2 separate regions of the Mus musculus genome follow, and region 1 is linked to region 2. The links are chromatin contacts, called in public Hi-C maps. All regions are on one chromosome and are shown on one strand. Each heading gives the region's core, a stretch centred on a gene start, on an enhancer-like site or on the middle of the called end of the contact. The rest is flanking DNA. Distances are from core to core; before and after follow the strand shown.

Region 1 (3,380 bases), core at 569-3,068, 220 kb after region 2:
AATCTATGGCCTTGGCTTTCTGTATTCTTAAATGTTTGCTCTGTGTTTTCCTCTCTGTAAAGCTTTGCAAATATAAACTTTCATTGTGACTCAGTTTTCTTTACAATCACATGTGTGAACTAAGGAGATTATTATGTTCTTTCATACCTCACCTTGGGCCAATGTAACACTATTCGTTAATACTGAGGCTAAGGTACTTTATATTCATAATCTCTCGTAAAAATACATCATCTCTGTAATTTGGAAAAATTCATTACAGGATTGGGAGGGTGTCTGATGATAATGTTGAAAGACACCGTGAAACGCTTTTCAATTACCTAAGAATTCTTTCTTCCTCCCTCCCTCTTTACTGTCTCCCCATCTCTCCTCTCTCTGATTTCTTCCCCTCTCTTTCTCAGTCTCTTCCATCCTTCCTTTCTTTTTCCTTCTTTTTTATCCCCCCTTTTCCTATTAAAATGATCTCAGCCTGGAATAAACATTGTTGCGAAACTGGCCAGGAGTTTTGCCAAGCTGAACACAGAACACGTCAGCTGTTTTCTGGAAAATAACTGCCTCATGTGACAGTGTCTATTATTTTAATTAGCACCGAGGCACGCCTCCAAGGCATTTCAACAGGTCAGGGTTTCTTACAGTGGCAATGGCTTTTTATTTCCTGATATGCCAATGAAGCAGATAGCTGACATCTGATTTTTTTGTCTCGGTGAGTAAAATGGTTGTTGTGATGATGCAGCCTGGACTTGAAGAAGTTGCAAACATTCCTTGTTACCCAGAGGCTATGGCACAAGCAGCCAGAGAGCGCTCCGAGCACTCACAGGAAGTGATAGCCAGGCCCTTCATTTTGGCTATCTGGGATGTTCTTTGCCATAAAGTGTTTATGACATATGCTCCTTGGGGTATCTATATTTCCAGGATATGTACATGTCTACCTATGTGTGCTAAACTCAAGAAGGGTTAATTCCAAGATCTGAAAGTCACTCTGTGAAACTATATCGTGAACACACATTCAGCAATCCACAAATGTGTAAGCCATGGTTTTAAATAGTGGTCGGTTGGGGAACAGACGCCCATTTCCTCCCACCCACTGCTCCCTAACATTGCTGTGGGGTGAGCTGGAGATGCTGATACGAGTGTTCATTTGAGAAGGAAACGGTTTATGATTGCCATGCTGCATCTCACAGAAAACAGTGTATAATTGGATTCCCGAATATAGCGAGCGAACACATGCATCATGTTTTCTATGTGGCTAAAATGACTTGCCATTTTTATTGTAGAGACTTTGCAGGGGCTGGAAGTGTGGAAAGAATTGTTTCTTAGGGTGTGGCAGTCACTGAGGTCAGTCACTCTGGGAATCTGGGTCTTAGAATGACCCTGATGAGAAGAAATTTATCCTCCCTCCCTCCCTCCCTCCCTCCCTCCCTCCCTTCCTTCCTTCCTTTCCCCCTTCTCCCCCCCTGTCTAAATGAATTACAATACCAACCAACACTTGGACATTCCAAGGAGCTATCAGTTGGGCACTAGAGCCACATTCAAGCCATATTCTGGAAACTATCCATCACCATCTGTGAGCTGGAAGGACTAACAGTATTTGCTTACATTAGTTATTTATAATGCTGCTCTCTCCTTTCTTTCATTTTTCTCATCCCTCCATCGCTTTATGCGGACAAATGGTGCAGCTTTGGTCGGTGGTCAGAATGCACGGTCAGTCTCCTTTGCTTTCCCTTAGAAAGTGTGGCTTTACTCATTCAGTGTTCAGTGGGGACACGCCCAGCTGTCAATCACCATTACTACTGCTATCACTCTTCAGCGCTTTACCTCGTTCTGTAATGGAATCTAAGGAAGGCTTCACTCACACAGTGACAGTGACAGTGACAGTTGCATTCCCACCCTTGTGGGGACACAGACGGTTCAGGTGACGGACCTGAGTCACCTCCTAAATGACACATTGTGGATTTGTATTTCAAGGTAGATTTTTATTCATCAACAGAATAAAGTAGTAAAATAAAATATAAAATAAAAATAAAAATAAAATAAATAAAAAATAAAAAAATATGATAAAAAGGAAACGGGATAAGTTAGTGAATGTTCACGACTTTAGGGTAAGGTTGTGGTTTGTTGCGATTTCTATGTTTTTATTTTTGTTTTTGTTTTTCGAGACAGGATTTCTCTGTGTAGCCCTGGTGGATGCCCTTGAATGTGAGCTTGCTTTGTAAAGGCTTTCAGAGCTCATCTAAGAAGAACTCTAGCGCCACCTCATGCCCAATTTCGAGAATTACCTGGTTAACTGTATTGAGAGATAGTTTTAAGATTGATCCAGCCATTAGGTGGCGCCGTGGACATGTACATTAAAGCCACAGCTCAGAACATCTTGTTAGATGTGGTGAAAACATTATTTCTTTCTTTCCAGGTTAAGATTTTTTTTTCTTAGTCTATGACTCATGGGAGTCTTAAATACCTTGTATTTATCTCCTGAGGTTTGAAGATTTAAGGTTTTAAATAGTTTAGAGCAGAATCTTCTTTCGCCCCACCCACATTTTTCTCAAACGATCTCAACATGAAGAAAAAATTTAAAGCATGTGTACAGATACGCAATACAAAGACTCAACACCTCGCCCGCACAAAGAAAGGAAAACAACTAGACCAGCCAGATTGACTAGTTTATAACAGGGCTTCACCATGCTTAGAAAGTGCGGTGGTAACTTCTATTTCTGTGCACCTGATCTGGTTAAAAACCTTATCACATAGGAAGGACGTTGGGCTGAGGTGAGGACTCAAGGCGGAGGGACTGACGATGGATCCAAGGGGGGGGGGGGAACCCAACAACGCTAAAATAGAAAGATTAAAAAAGGGAATCACTTACGGAAGAATGCTTGATTTATTCTATGGATGCTTTAAGTCTCGTTTGATTTTAGTCCCATCAAAGTTGGTGCCAGTCACAGTGGCAAGTGAAGTGTCCTCCATCTACTCTAACAAGCAGAAACAGATGTAATCAACTTACGTTCTCTCCCACCCAAAGAAGAATAAAATAAATCAATGTTCAAAAACACAGCGACCAAGCCTGACCTGAGTGAGGTCGATACCCAGCACACACACACACACACACACACACACACACACACACAAACACACACACACACACACACGGTGGAAGGAAGCCACTCCAGCGCATCACTCTCCAATCTCTACCTGCCTGCTGTGTCAGGCATGTACACACTTATCCAACCATCCACACAACATATATTAATGATGGATAAACACAACAGTAATTCAAACAATTGTACCCCTATGCATATCTAAACATCAAATGTAACTTGGAAATTATTATCAATATGATATGTATTATCTATCTATTAACCCTAAGGATGAAACACATCCCACCTATG
Region 2 (3,340 bases), core at 429-2,928:
TGACGTCACCAACGTAGTCAAAGACGTGAACTCCTTAAAGCTGCAGTTCCGGTCAGCAGTGCAGTATGCAGAGTGTCAGAGCAAGGCTCACACTAGCTACCGGGTGCCCCCAGAGTGCCCCCCGGTGGAGCAGAAGGGTGAATGTCACGTCAACTTCATCCGAAAGGTAATGAATGTTCGTTCGCTCAAGTGTGTGTGGGCTGCAGCGTTGTGGCTGGCAGACTTGAAGGCTTGAAAACAAGATTTTCTGAATTTTTGTGGTGGATTCTCATTCTTCTAGGTTTTCTTCCTGGAGCGTGTTTTAGAATTTAGGTTCACACACACACACACACACACACACACACACTGTGGATAACAGAACTTGATGTTATATCCTAGGTTAGCCTAGAACTTACTATGTTGTTAAAAGCGGCGGTCTCCTGCTTTAGCCTCCCAAGCCTTGGGATTACTTATATGAACAACTGCTAATAATAATATTATTAATAATATGGGGAGCTGCTAATAGGACTTTATAAATTATTATATTTTTTTCGGGCAGGGACTCCTCTAGCCCTGGTGGGTTTCAAACTTGCTATGTATCCAAGGATGACCTCCAATTTCCAATCCATCCCCCACCTCTCTACAGAGTGCTGAGTTTAAGGTATGCACAATCTTGCTTGCTTTTATAAGGCCCTAAGGATGAAACCCAAGGCTCTGTGCATGTTAGGCAGAGCCCTGAGATAATTCTTCCAACTGCGTGACAGTCCCATCTCTATAAGTTATTTTATAGCATTGATATTTATCAAAGCTGTTACCAGTCGTGAAAACTTACTAGTGAGTCTTGTGACTAGCAACCTGCTTGAAAGAAATATATTTTCAGCTGGGTGTGGTGGTGCACACTTTAGCTCTAGTACTTGGGAGGCACAGGCAGGTAGATCTCTGTGAGTTGGAGACCAGCCTGATCTGCAGAGTGAGTTCCAGGACAGCCAGAACTACATAGAGAAACATCCTATCACCCCCACTCCCAACCACCAAACAAACAAACAAAAAAAAAAAAAAAGAAAAAAAGAAAAAATTTTTTCCTGAGATATTCTCATATTTTACTGCTAGAACCTTAAAATATAGAATGGGAAGGTATGATCCACAGATGATTTTTCTTTGAGGCTTATTCTGTTCTACGGTACTTGAACATATACTAATGCATGATTATTGTATTATAACTGTATGTAACATTTAGGTTTGGTTGGTTGGTTTCTGTTTCTGTTTCTGTTTTTTGAGACAGTGGCTCACTATGTAGCCCCGGCTAGCCTAGAACTCATCATATAGACCAGGCTGGCTTTGAACTCACAGGGATCTTCCTGCCTCTGATTCCAAAGTTCTGGAAGACATTTTAGCTTTTAAGAAGAAAATGTTACTCTTCTTCTCCCCTGCCTTCCCCCGCCCCGCCTCCCCGCCCCCGCCCCCTTCTCGGACTGGTCCTGCTTGCAAATGTTACTTTCTTCATCAAGTGTTTGACCCTTCTAAAGTCTCTACATCTCTGCTTCCTCCTCTGCTCAGCACATTAGTCGCCTCTATCTTTTCTACTTCCCTCCTCCCTTCTTGTCCGTCACTTCTCATCACCATGGTAACACGCTGAGTTGTACAGATTGGGGGTTGGCGGAGCATCTCTTTTGATTTTCAGTTTCAAAGGTACTCAGTCCTTGCTCTCTGGCTCTGCGCCTGTGGTGAGGTGGAACAGCAAGGTAGAAGGGAGTGCGGGACAAAGCTGCTTACCTCGTGGCGCCCCGGAAGCAGAGGGATACGGAGGGAGTGACTGAGATAGGGTGTACCCTCAAGGGCACGCCATCAGTGATCTGTTTACTCCAACTGGATCCCACATTCTAGTTCCTGCCAATTTCCAAGACAACCTTTATTCTTTGCCTCTGGGTCCAGTCACTTCTTGCACAGCACGTTGCCCTAGTCACCTAGCCGGTATTCCCACAACTCCATTTGCCTTCTTTCAAGTAATTATCCACGGAGCAGTTGGCATGGTCTCTTCGGACAAAAATGCCCCCAGCATCCCTATCCTTAAAACAGAAACTGGGACTTCTGCGTCCATATGTACTGAGGTAGGGGCTGATAAGACTAGATATGCTTTTCAAAGTTCATAATTTTTATCTTTCAACAGCTTGGCACCATCAGGAGGCTAATGTCCCAAGCTCCTAGCTCAGTCTTCGCCCCACCTCCTCCCGTTGGAGCAGGCTGCATCCTGATGACATTTGCACAAGCATTTCCTCTGATAGAGGCCTTCCACTTCCTTTCCCTAACTCAAGGTGGAAGAAAGAGGCTTCCTTGCGAGAGATGCCTGACTGTTTGGTCCTGTGTATGAAACCTGGGGCCTTGTGTATAGAAGCAAGCGCTCCCCTGCTGAGCCACATCCTCAGCTTAAAAGTTTTTGTGTTCCAGCGCTGTGCGTTGATGTACCCCAGCCCGAGTCACAGGGCGTCACAGGTACTTTCTGAATCAGTGAACGAACATCCTCGTTGGCTGAGGGAATTAAGTGATCTGAAGCTTGGTGTGGTGTTGAATATTTTGTTCTCTCCTTGCTGCTGTCTTACCTGGGGTTATCATTGCTGCAATGAAACACCGTGACCACAACCATCCTGGGGAGGGAGGGGTTGATTTTACTCACAGTCCCATGTAACAGTTCATCATCAAAAGCAGTGAGGGCAGGAATCCAAGCAGGGTGGGAGGCAGGAGCGGATGCAGAGGCTGTGGAGGGTGCTGCTTATTGGCTTGCTCCTCATGGCTTGCTCAACCTGTTTTTTTGTAGAACCCAGGACCACAAGCCCAGGGATGGAACTGCCCACAATGGGCTGGGCCGGCTCACATAATCACTAATTAAGAAAATGCCCTGCTTTCTTGCCTGTATAGCTCAATCTTTGTTTGTTTGTTTGTTTGTTTTTTAAGACGGGTTTCTCTGTGTAGCCCTGGCTGTCCTGGAACTCACTCTGTAGACCAGGCTGGCCTCGAACTCAGAGATGCACCTGCCTCTGCCTTCCAAGTGCTGGGATTAAAGGCGTGTGCCACCACTGCCTGGCCTGATGAGTCTGTTGCTTTTGTGTACATGATGTCAGGGATAACCACTCAGGGACCCCTTCCTGGGAAAGTGAATCCTCCCTCTCTCCACAGTCACTTGAAGGCGGTTGTCTTTTGCTTAGGGGTAGGACCCTGTGAAAATGTCCCCACTCATTTGGTCTTTCATTGTCCGGGTCTTGTTTAGGGAGCCATATTGTCACTGTTGAGGTTTCATGGGTACGGGGGTCCCAGCAGTCCCAGCAGACTTGCAGATCTTCCGGCTCTTTCAAATTGGCCACCACCT

What was found. A called contact is a pair of places that touch in the nucleus more often than the background predicts.
Region 1: a contact with region 2 is called in a Hi-C map of regulatory T cells, with 2.9 times the contacts expected there. The contact joins two enhancer-like sites. A contact is called at or near these places in 5 of 39 promoter capture datasets (the C10 cell line, the HPC-7 cell line, liver and 2 more), 3 of 15 datasets of contacts at CTCF or cohesin (the NIH/3T3 cell line, large pre-B cells and pro-B cells), 36 of 484 Hi-C or Micro-C datasets (B cells, the Ba/F3 cell line, the C10 cell line and 21 more), 5 of 115 datasets of contacts at active chromatin or transcription factors (Th17 cells, embryonic stem cells and thymic regulatory T cells) and 3 of 9 other capture datasets (adipose tissue, embryonic stem cells and liver).

Annotation. Positions count from the first base shown.
Region 1 is chr3:135,729,218-135,732,597 of GRCm38.p6, forward strand. No RefSeq gene overlaps it. Among named protein-coding and RNA genes, the nearest start is that of Nfkb1, 39 kb to the left of the region's middle. Within about 2 kb of position 1,819, at least 57 of the 459 cell types and tissues checked have an H3K27ac peak or open chromatin away from gene starts, as enhancers often do. A contact at or near this core is called in CD8 T cells, Th17 cells and regulatory T cells, where this site is marked.
Region 2 is chr3:135,511,808-135,515,147 of GRCm38.p6, forward strand. It overlaps Manba (mannosidase, beta A, lysosomal), which reads left to right. Exons shown (of 17, transcript NM_027288.3): 4 at 1-166. Among named protein-coding and RNA genes, the nearest start is that of Manba, 28 kb to the left of the region's middle. Within about 2 kb of position 1,679, at least 43 of the 459 cell types and tissues checked have an H3K27ac peak or open chromatin away from gene starts, as enhancers often do. A contact at or near this core is called in CD8 T cells, Th17 cells and regulatory T cells, where this site is marked.